2 separate regions of the Capsicum annuum genome follow, and region 2 is linked to region 1. A link is a contact called in public Hi-C data. All regions are on one chromosome and are shown on one strand. The core of a region is the stretch at or near the end of the contact, and the rest is flanking DNA. Distances in the headings are between cores, read along the strand shown. Region 1 overlaps LOC107850704 (6-phosphogluconate dehydrogenase, decarboxylating 3, chloroplastic). Region 2 overlaps LOC107850972 (BTB/POZ domain-containing protein POB1).

Region 1 (6,272 bases), core at 2,576-5,075:
TCCCTAGATATCCGCATACAATAATTGTAAAAATGAGAAAATTTTATTGCTACTAATTGAAAGAGTTAATTTGTACGACTTGCCAAGTTGACAAGCACTACAAGTATTATTCAACTAAGAGCTAGAAAACGGTAAAGCATGTTGGTGTAGAACTTGATGAAGGACTCGTTTGTGTGAATGACCCAAGCGAATATGCCAATAATTTTGAGAAGCCTTGATTGAAAGATATGTAGAGGGACGAAATGCAGAGGAGAGCTTGAGTGGTAGAGTGTAGAGACCATCTTTACTCAGATCAGAAAGGAGAACCCTTTTGGTAGCTTGATCCTTAACAAGAAAATGAGTAGGGTGAATTCAAAGAAGGTTTTACTATTATAGGCAAAACGCTTGACAGAAAGTAATGGCTTAGTAATGGTTGGAACATGAAGAATATTAGTAGGATAGAAAGATTTATTTGGTGAGCGAAAGAAAGAATTACCAGTGGTGTGGATAGGTAAACCAGTACCATTTCCAACCTGTAATTGATCTACCCCTTTGTATGGTTCTACTTGATGAATGACGGAGAGATCTAGTGTAACATGGTGTATTACTCCAGGGTTCGGGAACCAAGATTGAGTCAATGGAATTGGTAATTGATGAGAGAGATATGCAGAAGGATTAATCGTGTGACTGTAACGTTGAAAGCATTTGTCGGCTAAGTGGTTGTTTCCATTGCATATTTGGAAGTGAAGCTTGGTGGTAAAATAGTTCTGCAAGGGTTACCCATTCGAAGTATTTCGAGAGGATGAGAAACGACCACCTCTTCCACCTCTTCTCTAGAGTTTCTTCCGCGACCATGAGAATTAAAGGTATTATTATGAGAATGATCATTAGTATTGGATCGTTGAGTGAAATGAGCGGTAGGTTGATTGGTGTGTCGCAAGGGTGATATAGCGAGGGAAGATAAGGTGTGTCCATGTATGAACTCATGATTTAGTAGCAAACTATGAAGTTCGAAAAATGTCACGGGTTCACGCCTTGCAGAAAGAGTGGTGACAAGATCCTTAAAGTCGGAGCGAAGACCTTTAAAAATATAGATAGTAAGATCTGCAAGGGAGAGAGGTCTACCGGCAGCAGTTAACTCATCAGAAATAAGTTTAGCCTTTTGAAGATATTGGGTGACAGGAAGATCATTTTGCTTGAGGTTTTAAAGGTACATATGGAGATTGAGAATCCGAGTATTGGAGGGTGAAGAAAGGGCCCTTTCTAGAGCATCCCACACTTGTTTGGAGGTAATGAGACCAAAAACAATTGGCAAGGTCTCTTCAAAAAGAGAAGATACAAGTAAACTCAATACGAGTTGATCCTGTTGTATCCATTGTGCATGCGGGAATCTATTTTGGGGTAGATTGTCCTTCTACGATAATATGGGATGGCGGACACGAAAAAGAACCATTAACATATCCCAATAAATTTTGACCATGGAGAAAGGGTGAAAATTGAGTTTTCCAAAATAAATAATTGGTAGAAATTAATTTGATGGAAATAAAGTGGTGAGCATGGCTAAGAGGGGAGGGAGTAGAGGGAGAGAAAAAGTTGACAGAAGAAGAATCGGTGGAAGAAGAAGAAGTGGTCATAATGGCTTCTGATACCATATTAGAAAACACACGATATTTTGTAAATTAAGATCTCTCTCACTCAATAACAATATCAACTTTTGTTTTATGAGTATGGCAACAGTATACATCTTATATAGGAACACTAGTTCCATGAGAAACATCGTTCTGCTTAGGTATTCTACACACATACAAATACAATTATAATAGATATCCTTTAGAGTTGTATTGTTATCCAACTTCATCCGATAAGGATGTCTCAATAGGTAGAGCGTATGCAAATCTTACTTCTACCTCGGGAGGTGATTCTCGATATACTCTCGGCCCAAGAAAAGCACAATAGAGCAGTCCAAAAAAATATGATAACAAATAGCAGAAGCGGAGAAGTCATGACATAATATTACTATAGAGCAGGATAAAAGTTTTTCTTTTTTTAAAAAAAAAAAAGAACAATAACTACTATCAAATAATATGATAATCAAATTACAAAAACAACATATAATAACACAAATAAAATGACAAGAAACTAAAGAATACTACTACTGCTGCTAGCATGAAAGGACAATACTCAATTCTCAACTACCTACTATCCCAATTTTTGTCCTCCCTTGATAAGTACAAACTGTGCCATGTCGTGACTAATCAACTCTCTCTAATATTTATTTGGCCTATTTTTACCTCTCTTGAAATCATCCATAACTAACCTACTAAACATAAGTTTATTACCTAAAAAAAAAAAAGTCAGTTAAACCCAAAATACTGCCAAACTGTAGGTTTAGATGAACTGAAAAAGCAACCCTGGTTGTTTGATTCTAGCGCTCTACTTTAGGGAATTTTGATTTTAAATTGTTTAGCTAAAAGAAAGAAACTAAATAATGAAGCAATGAATAGAAAGAAACGTAAAAACGGCAACTTAGTAGTAACATTAAGTTTTTCGAAAGAGATAATGAATTAGGCTAATTGGGTCATGCTACTCAACTTACTTGACCCCCCAAAAAAAAGTTTTATCTAAACATGGTTAGACAGGTTGAATCATCTCACCTAATCTATTTTGATGGGCCAATAGGTTTTGTAGCCTTTTTATCATATCGACTAGAAAACCAAAGTGAATGACGTTTGGGAAAACTAGCTTTAATTTTTTTTTAATATATGTGGTATTTAAGGCAGTTTATGCACACCTCAATTAATTTCACAGAATACCGGCCATCTCCCACCAATAACAAAGCTAAAATAGATGAAAAAAGATCATTTAATGTTAAAATTAGCGAGTAGTCATGACAGGGAAGACTATGTAGGATGAAACTTCCCTCCTAGCATGATCAATCCTTTCAGGTCGATTAACGTGACTAACATATTCTTCACCACATCTAGTTTAGCTCCCACGCTAAACACTTGATACGGTAACCATATGTGGAATCAAGAAACAAAAACATCACCTAAACACCTCCAAAATTATATGCCACATCAACATGTGACACTGAGGTGCTTAGTTTGTATTTGAAGTAAAGTTGAAATGTAATAGACATGTAATCTCAAAATGGAAGTGTTCTCTTGCCGCATAGGACTAGTTTGAACAGTCATAGTTATAATATATAGCAAGCTTGTATTAAATACCACTTTTTCTCCATTCAATTTTACTCGTCAAGTTTTAGCCAATTTATGTTATTTATACAAAAAAAAAAAAAAAATTAGTCAAATTGACTCTCGAAACATGACAAGTAAACGTGAACACAGTAATACATGGTTAACCATTCATGTATCATTTAGAAAGTGTTTCAATTCCTTCTGAAAGAGAGCGCCAAGACCGCAAAAGATCAAACAAAATTGAGGTAAAACATAAACGGCTACGCCTCAAACTCAAGTTAATTAGAGTCGACTATATGAATAATCATTACTCCATTTTGTTCCGGCATTCAATTATTTAGGTTCTACAACCAACCTACACTTTTTCTTAACCTAGGTACCAACAAATCTCCAACAGGATCAAAGATTTTTAACAAACATTGGAGGCAAATGTAAGCTTATCAACATAGAATGAAGCAAAAAAGAATGTTGCACGAAAATTAGAACAAGAAAAGGACCGGACTTGATCAATTGACAATTTAGCAGAATTACCAGTGCCAACAAGCACAGCCGGATTCGGAATTTGAAGCTTATAAGTTTTAGATTAGTTATTGGGTTATAATTTAGTAATTTGTACACATTCGTTTGAATCTGAACCCATAGCCAGCATTCTTCCTCCGCCCCAACAACAAGGTTACGAGATAGTACGAGTGTATAGAACCATGGGACCCAGTAGATATGATGTGACGTTCTTACTACAAAAATGAAAATACCACAAGCAGTTCTCCAGTAAGTTAACGGGAGATGAACTAGTTTAGTAGAATCTTAATCTAGGAATCTCATCTTCTGCAACCATAACAAACAGAAGATCAAAGTGGGAAGGAAAAAAAGAAAACAAGACAGGCGACGAGCCAAGCCTAGGTGCAATGGTTTCACATAGACACCACAATATTCCTAGATCATGAAAAATGAAAACCTGAACGTGGTAATAAGCCGATGACCCTCCTTATCAGCAAGTAGTCACGGAAAATAATCAAACAGCCAGGAAGCAAAAGAAAAATAAGAATAAGGATCGGAACAAATATAGAAAACCAAAACATATTCCCAGTGTAGTCCCACAAAGTGGGGTTTAAGGAGGGCAGAGAGTATATGCAGACTTAAGAGATTTAGAGGCAGAGAGGTTGTTTCCGATAGACCCTCGGCTCAAGGAAACACAGTCCCAAAAAAAAATAACGGAAGTACAAGAAACAACATATAGTAACAAAATAGAAACTACAACAAAACAATACGATAATCGAGATACAAGTAACAACAGATAGTAACAGAAATTGAAGAACAAGAAACTCAGGCGCAATACTACGACTACTAATATGAACGGACAGAACATCAAATAGTAACTGCATGAAATATTAAGCTCTATTAGCCACAAATCCTAAGCCAGTGTTCTCAAAACCATGCTCTACCACTGAAGTCAAAGGCAAGATGCTTCACGAATGAGTCGATAAGAATCGTGAAGTTGAAGATCTAGAAGATACACAGACAAGCAAAGAGGAGGAACAACAGTCTAGACAGCAGCAAAGGAACTGAAGCTCTTCCAGAATATCTGATTTTACACTAGAACAAATAAATTCCTGAAATAAGTTTTTAACATATCTGCGTAAGATTCCAATTTTCGAGGGTGAACTGCCAATGGAGGAACAATCACATTCAGAAATTCACAAGGGTACTTCAAAGTTCGCAATTTTCATTGTCGAGGAGGAAATAAGACATGAAAAGTCTATACAACAAACCTCTACAAGGAATAAAACTTACGCATCCAAGGTAAAGAAGGCACTTATTCTAAATGTCCCATTCATAAGTGAACCCTCAACAAGCGTAATGTTGATGAAACCGATTGCAGAAGAGCTTTCATGCCAATAACATAAGCACGCGAGGCTGAGAAATGTACGACATCCTTTACTCCAGAATTGATTGACGTGCACTAGGTAACTGCACAACCACTTAGGCGGAAAGGAAAAATTAAGCACAATAAGTTTGATTTTAATATCAATTTCTTGTGGTGAAAGACCTATTTCGATTTATTGGAAATACTTAAAAACCATCTCAAAAAGCAAATAGGAACTACGAACATATCATTGTTACTCATAAAACAAACACCAGAGAATTTTAAGGATTTCAATTGGCTTGGCCTCCAGTTAAGCAAAACTAAAGTTATCGAAAATGATCTCAAGAATCTTAAAGCATTTATAAACCAAATGCAAAGCAGCAGTCATCTCTGAAAATGTCAAAGAATAACCTTAAATATCTTAACAAAAATTTTACTTAAATAGTATAAAAACCTTGCAGAGCTTTGAGGTTTGGTCGGACATGATATGCATAGGTCAGGCAGGAATCACGTCATTTGCACAAATTTGACAAGATGTAATCGTTAGTGTCAAGTAAAATGCAGAAATCAAAGAAAAGAAAGAAACTCTGCAAGTGACAGTTCAGAAACATTGTTGAGAAATGGTAAAACTAAAATAGCACAAAAGCAAGTATCAAAGAAATTACTGTATTTCTTTTATAAGTAGAAATAAAAACAGAGAAAAGGGGTGAGGGAAGAAGAGACTCACTAACAAGTAACAACAACAGACCCAGTGTAATCCATAGGGGGGGATCTATAGGTGGGGTTTGGGAAGAGTAGTGCGTAAGCAGACCCTACCCCTACCTTGAGAAGGTAAAGAGGTTGTTTCTGATAGGCCCTCGGCTCAAAAACAAACTCATTAAGAAAACCAAAAAAAAACAACAGATTGAAGATATAAATCTAGAAGACATATACGATCTCTAAAATTCAGATGGTTTGACATGCCTCATTGAAGAAAATTAAGGCACTAATGAAAAACGTAACCTATTTTCTTTGGGCATTGCCTGTTCTCATCCTTCATCCACTTCATTGGTCCAATGACCAGGCTGTTGCCTTTCGCTACCACTTCCCATATCCATCCCATTAATCCATATAGCATCAACCGGGATAAGATCAATAACATGTGTATTTCCCCTAGCCACATACTCATTACTTTTTGCCCTTTAAATTTAAGCATTGTGTCTGGCTCTCCAGCCACATTTCCCTTGGCCTCA
Region 2 (6,272 bases), core at 954-3,453, 38 kb before region 1:
CATATTTAAAGGAGATTCTTTATATAGTTACTTTAACTAGTGAACATAGTTTTTAGATCACAAATTTTCTTCTTTTCACATCCACCTTTGTTGATCTTTTTTTGCAGAAGAAGCCGCCTTCATGGACTTGCTAAATTTCATGTATAGCAATACATTGTCTACGATAACACCTAGTGCATTGCTTGATGTGCTTATGGCTGCTGACAAATTTGAGGTCGCATCATGCATGAGACACTGCAGCCGTTTACTGCGGAATCTTCCCATGACATGTGAATCAGCTTTGCTATATTTGGATCTTCCTTCTAGTGTTTTAATGGCTGATGCAGTTCTGCCACTGACAGATGCTGCAAAACAGTTTCTTGCTGCGCGTTTCAAGGATATCACCAAGTAAGAGCTCTTCCAAAAAATGGTTTTTTTTATTGATTGAAATCGAGGCTTACTATTGTTTTCTTGGAAATAAGTTTTTTCATCAGTTTCAACGGTCTTCTGTATCACGAGCTAGTGCTTATTTCAGGATGACTGTGCTTTTCGCTAACACTTCATTTTATTGCCCATTTCGGGCTTTATAAATTAGCTGTTAATATTTTCCTGTTTGTTTCATTTCTAACTAGTGAAATAAAGGACCTCCAATCTTGCCCATCAATAAAGGGCTTCTAGTATCAGATTTCGGAATGCTTTCGATTTGACCTATATATCAGAAACTTGTTCACTCCTTATATATGGTTTTTTTATGGTTTGTCATCTGAACTTTTATCCTAAATTCCTTGCCAGGTTCCAAGAAGAGGTGTTGAACTTGCCTCTTGCAGGGATTGAGGCTGTTCTCTCCAATGACAATCTTCTGGTTGCTTCAGAGGATGCTGTCTATGACTTTGTGTTAAAGTGGGCTCGTATCCATTACCCAAACTTGGAGCAACGGCGTGAAATATTTAGCTCAAATCTTTGTCGCCTCATTCGTTTTCCATACATGACATGCAGGAAGCTGAAGAAAGTTCTAACTTGTAATGATTTTGATCCTGAACTAGCTTCCAAGGATGTCCTGGAGGCTTTATTTTTCAAAGCTGAAGCACCATACCGTCAGCGTTCTCTTGCTGCTGAGGAGGGCAATGCATCACACCATCGTTTTGTGGAGCGTGCTTACAAGTATAGACCAGTTAAAGTTGTTGAGTTTGAACTGCCTCGTCAGCAATGTATTGTTTACCTAGATTTAAAACGGGACGAATGCAATAATCTCTTTCCTTCTGGTAGAGTTTACTCGCAGGCTTTCCATTTGGGTGGACAGGGTTTTTTCCTATCAGCTCATTGTAACATGGATCAACAGAGTGCGTTCCATTGCTTCGGGTTGTTTCTAGGCATGCAAGAGAAGGGGGCAGTGTCATTTGCAGTGGATTATGAGTTTGCAGCTCGGACAAAGCCAACTGAGGAATATGTGAGCAAATACAAGGGGAATTACACATTCACGGGTGGCAAGGCTGTTGGATACAGGAATTTGTTTGGCATACCTTGGACTGCTTTTACTGCTGAAGATAGTTTATACTTCATCAATGGAATTCTCCATCTTCGAGCTGAGCTGACTATCCGACAATTAGTGCTTTAGGTACAATGCAGAAAGCCTTTGCTTACAGCCATACTGGACCTTTTTAGATGTCAGGAGGGCTTTGAGATGTGGAAGAATGCTAACCGTAAGATATTCAGCCAAGGTCTGTTAAAAAGTTTTAAATTGTATATACAGGTTAGAGTCAAGTGCCTATGTAGAAATTGCTCTGCGTACCCTGCTGATGTAAATGCACTGCTGTATGTTAACTGAAACTGACTTGCTCAGAAAACTTCTTATCTGTTGACATGGGCAAATTAATTGAGGGTGACAAAAAAGTTTCAAAACTAAAAAAGAGTGACACAAGTTTTAAATATTGAGTAAATGTGACAATTTTAATATTAGTATTAATGACACTAAATTTAAAACCCTCAAGTTTTATTATTTACACAAAGTTCTCTACATATTTACACAAAAATTCTTATACCATCACTTCCATTCCTCTTCCACATTTTTTTTTGCTGCCGCCACCTCCTCTTCCTCCACTATCACTATAACTACTATTGTCTATCTCTTCCAGATTCACCATTATTTTTTCCCTTTACATTATTATCGTCTATTTTTCTTCTTTCTCCTCCATTGTCGCTATCAACGCTGCAACAAATGTCATCTTTTTTGTTCGGCGTCACCATCAACACCATCACTTCTCTTTTTATCATAAATATCACTTTTTTGTGGGTTCCTTCTCCATCCATGTCTTTTTTCAGAAATTAAGTAGCGAAGTTGCTGCAGCAACTTCGATAGTTGCTGGAGCACACAACAACTAATAGTAGCTGTTGCAGCAATTATCGTAACTGTTGTAGCAACTATGGTAGTTGCTGAATTATTTCTTCATTCACTTTTAAAAGAAATGAAAATTTTTCTTTTCAAACTTCTCATTTTTTTATAAAATAGTCCATGAAGATCGAAAAAAGAATGAAATGAAAAGAGAAAGAAAAAAAAACAGAGAAGATAGAAGAAGAGAATAATTTAGAGAGAGAGAAAAATAAGAACAAGAAGATGGGGAGAAAAAAATTTGGAGAGAGAGAAAGGAAAAAAAAAAAAGAAAGATGAAAAGATAACAACAGGGGGAAATTCTAAAATTTGAAATTTGGAGTTGGAGGACTTTTGAAAAGTTTAAATAGTTTAAAAACTTTACATTTTACATCCTAATTTACTTTCACTAATTAAAAAGAATTCGACTTGAGTTGGTTAAAGTTATCACTAATTTTAATTTTAAAATTTATTTATTACCCCACACTTAATTTTCTCTGTTGACATTGTACTGACTTTTATATTGCCAGTCACTTTGAGCTGCATAAATCTCTGAGAATTTTCTTTATTTACTAGTGTTATAATAATTGATAGGAATCACGGTTGTTCATTTTCTGCATGGGAAAGTCATTCCATATTATTTAGAGCCGTCAATACAAAATGGCTCAGTCCATATGGCTTTGAAATTTTGATAGCTTGGTCCATAAAGATAATGGGCCCAAAAACAATCAACCCAACCCATTATTTGTGGGCAACGGATTTTCACCGGCCAACTTATTTTTTAAAGGCAAAACTTCAAATACACCTTAGAATTCTTATAACTAATTTTCTAGTCAAAGTTTTAATATTTGCAATTGGCACAATACATAAATATGCTCTTTAACTTGGTATCAGATCACATCTATGATCTTCAACTCTGGATGTGCACAAGTAGGCATTTAAACTTGTATAAAGCCGAACAAGTACACATATGTCTTATGTGGCCAATTCTTGTCCTACATGACGTCCTATGTGTATTATGCCACGTAGAACATGCGCGTCAACTTGTTCAACTTTATACAAGTTTAAGTGTCTACTTGTGTACACCCAAATGTAAAAGTCATAGATGCAATTTGAGGGCATAGTAACGTATTATGCATTTGCAATTTATAGACATTAGTTAATGGTTATTTGTGCTTAAATATGATTTATACAAAAAAAAATGAAAACCGTTCCAACTGAAAACAACGATAAAAAAGAAAATAGATTTCATTCAACATCCATAAGTTATCCCAACTTTCCCACATAATTTTTTTTTCATAACAGAGCATTAAAGCTCATTTAATCGATATGATATCAGATAAAAAGATAAAAATTGTATTTCTGAGTAATTGAGAAGAGGAGGAGAATCTTTAACAGATAAATTCTTTCTTATTCAATTCTATTAAAAAAGGTGGCCTTCTCGATTTTTGAATATATGGTATGATGGAAATGAACGAATATCAATGCTAATTTGTTTGGATTAATAGGATTTGCGTAAGTTTGATTACAGTATATACGTTAAAATCAATTTATGTTTTTTTCACAAATTGATAGTGTTTGAATTATTCTATAAAGTTAATTAGTGTTGCATATGTGTGTATTGATTAAGTATGATTTATAACAGATTATGGAGCATATGCAATTATCCATTGTCATGAAGCATTCAGGTGTATGGAACGATGAGAATAAATATGTAGATTATCAATTGGACTCAATTGCAATGGAAGAAATTAAAAAGTACGATAAATTACTTGAATTGATTGCTAACCAACTTTCTATAAACTTGGGGGTCGAAATATTAAAAATTGAGTATAAAGTTGACTTTAACAGTAAAAGAATGAAAATACACAATGACATGTGGATGACTGTGTAATGTTAAGGAGAGAAAAAAAGGACTTTAAAAACTACCCATTATGCGTTGGTGTGTTTGATAAAACATTGAAAATGTTAAGTTAAAGTCGAAGTTTGAAGACGAGAATTTTGAGGTCGGACTGAGGCTGGATGATAATGAAATGGATGTTGATGATACACATTCTATCATTGATGTAAATCCTATTAAACCGATGGAGGTTATGGATATAGATGATCAAGTTCAGACAATTATATATGACCCAAAGCATAACAAAGTGTTTGTATGACATGTGTATAAGAACAAAGCTACTTTAAAATCGGTGATGACCGAGTATGCAATCAGAAATAGATTTCAGTTCAATATGATAAAGTCAAATGCAATCGGATAAGTATACTTGTATATGTGTACCTGCTAAGAATATGCAGAATAAGATACCGCTATATGTATCTGTATTCATATATGTTTTTGAAATATGAAAACACTGGATATTTTGAGATACAAAAATGTGAGTAGTTGTTGATGTCGAAATGTATATTGTTTGTTTTTCATATAGATTGATGTATATTATTTCGATCCTCCAAATTACTTTATATATAAATATGTATATTTTGTATTTTTGTTTTATAAATACATATCTAACATAGTTGTATAATTAAACTGTATAATTAAATCTTTTAATATACTTGTTATACATATTATTGTTTTACGTTTTAATTAATGTATATTGTGTGTCTGCTCATTCAGTTCGCGTTATCTGAAAATGCGTATGAATTTTTTTTTTGATAATTACAAATCCAACATTTTGTATAAGTAATATATATATATATATATATATGTGTGTGTGTGTATGTGTGTGTTTATATAGTATGTCTGTAAATGTATATGAGTATTTCTATTATATAGAAGCACTGGTTTCGACATGCCTACTTCAGCAGGTTGTTTGCTCTGTGATTTTACTATATCACCCCTAATTAATTATTATAAATTATTTATATATTAAAAATAAATAATGTTTAATTAAAATAAAATAAATTTTTATAACATGTCTGCTTCAATTGAAATTTTACTATATCACCCCCCGATTAATTATTATAAGTCATTTATATATTAAAAAATTAATAATATTCGATTCGTGATTTTACTATATCACTCCTGCACTGATTTCGACATGTCTGCTTCAGCGGAATGCTTGCTCCGTGATTTTACTATATCACCCCAAATTAATTATTATAAATTATTTATATATTAAAAATTAATAATATATAATTAAAAATAAAATAAATATTTATAACACGTCTGCTTCAATTGTCATTTCACTATATCACCCCTAACTAATTATTATAAGTCATTTATATGTTAAAAATAAATAATATTCAATTCGTGATTTTACTATATCACCCTTGATTAATTATTATAAGTCATTTATATATTGAAAAATTAATAATATTTAATTAATAAAATAAAATAAATATTTAGGACATGTCTGCTTCAGTTGCTTCAATCGTAATTTTATTAAATCGCCCCTAATTAATTATTATAGCCATTTATGTATTAAAAATTAATAATATTTAATTAAAAAAGTAAAATAGACATTTATAACATGTCTGCTTCAGCTGCTTCAACCATAGTTTTACTAAATATCACCCCTAATTAATAATTATAAGTCATTTAAATATTAAAAAATAATATTTAATAAAAAAGATATAAAAATGATAAATTAACTCTTGATGTTTTAAATTAATTTGACGTCTTATATGAAGTCCACTTAAATTTTTTTCATGAGTATTCTTATAGTAATTTTGCTATGTCACTTCTAATTAGTTGTTGTAAGTCATTTAAAATAGTTATGTTTCGCTGTTTTAATCGTGATTTTACTATATCACCCTAATTAATTATCATGGCCATCTAAGCATTGTGCCACTTAAATTGAAATAAGAAAATATTATAAATCACCACAATTAAAAATTTAAATTATTTAAAAAATATAATTGGCTATCGACGACACGAAACTTTGGACAAGAAGAGTAACATATATTATTCAAAAATTACATAAAA

The links. A called contact is a pair of places that touch in the nucleus more often than the background predicts.
Region 2: a contact with region 1 is called in a Hi-C map of leaf, with 2.1 times the contacts expected there. The contact joins two enhancer-like sites. A contact is called at or near these places in 4 of 5 Hi-C or Micro-C datasets (bud, leaf and placenta).

Annotation. Positions count from the first base shown.
Region 1 is chr12:86,646,499-86,652,770 of UCD10Xv1.1, reverse strand. It overlaps LOC107850704 (6-phosphogluconate dehydrogenase, decarboxylating 3, chloroplastic), which reads right to left. Exons shown (of 2, transcript XM_047401878.1): 2 at 4,733-5,144. Among protein-coding and RNA genes, the nearest start is that of LOC107850704, 5.4 kb to the right of the region's middle. Within about 2 kb of position 3,825, at least 2 of the 5 cell types and tissues checked have an H3K27ac peak or open chromatin away from gene starts, as enhancers often do. A contact at or near this core is called in leaf, where this site is marked.
Region 2 is chr12:86,683,037-86,689,308 of UCD10Xv1.1, reverse strand. It overlaps LOC107850972 (BTB/POZ domain-containing protein POB1), which reads left to right. Exons shown (of 6, transcript XM_016695835.2): 5 at 108-387; 6 at 772-1,905. The coding sequence ends at 1,594. Among protein-coding and RNA genes, the nearest start is that of LOC107850972, 6.4 kb to the left of the region's middle. Within about 2 kb of position 2,203, at least 2 of the 5 cell types and tissues checked have an H3K27ac peak or open chromatin away from gene starts, as enhancers often do. A contact at or near this core is called in leaf, where this site is marked.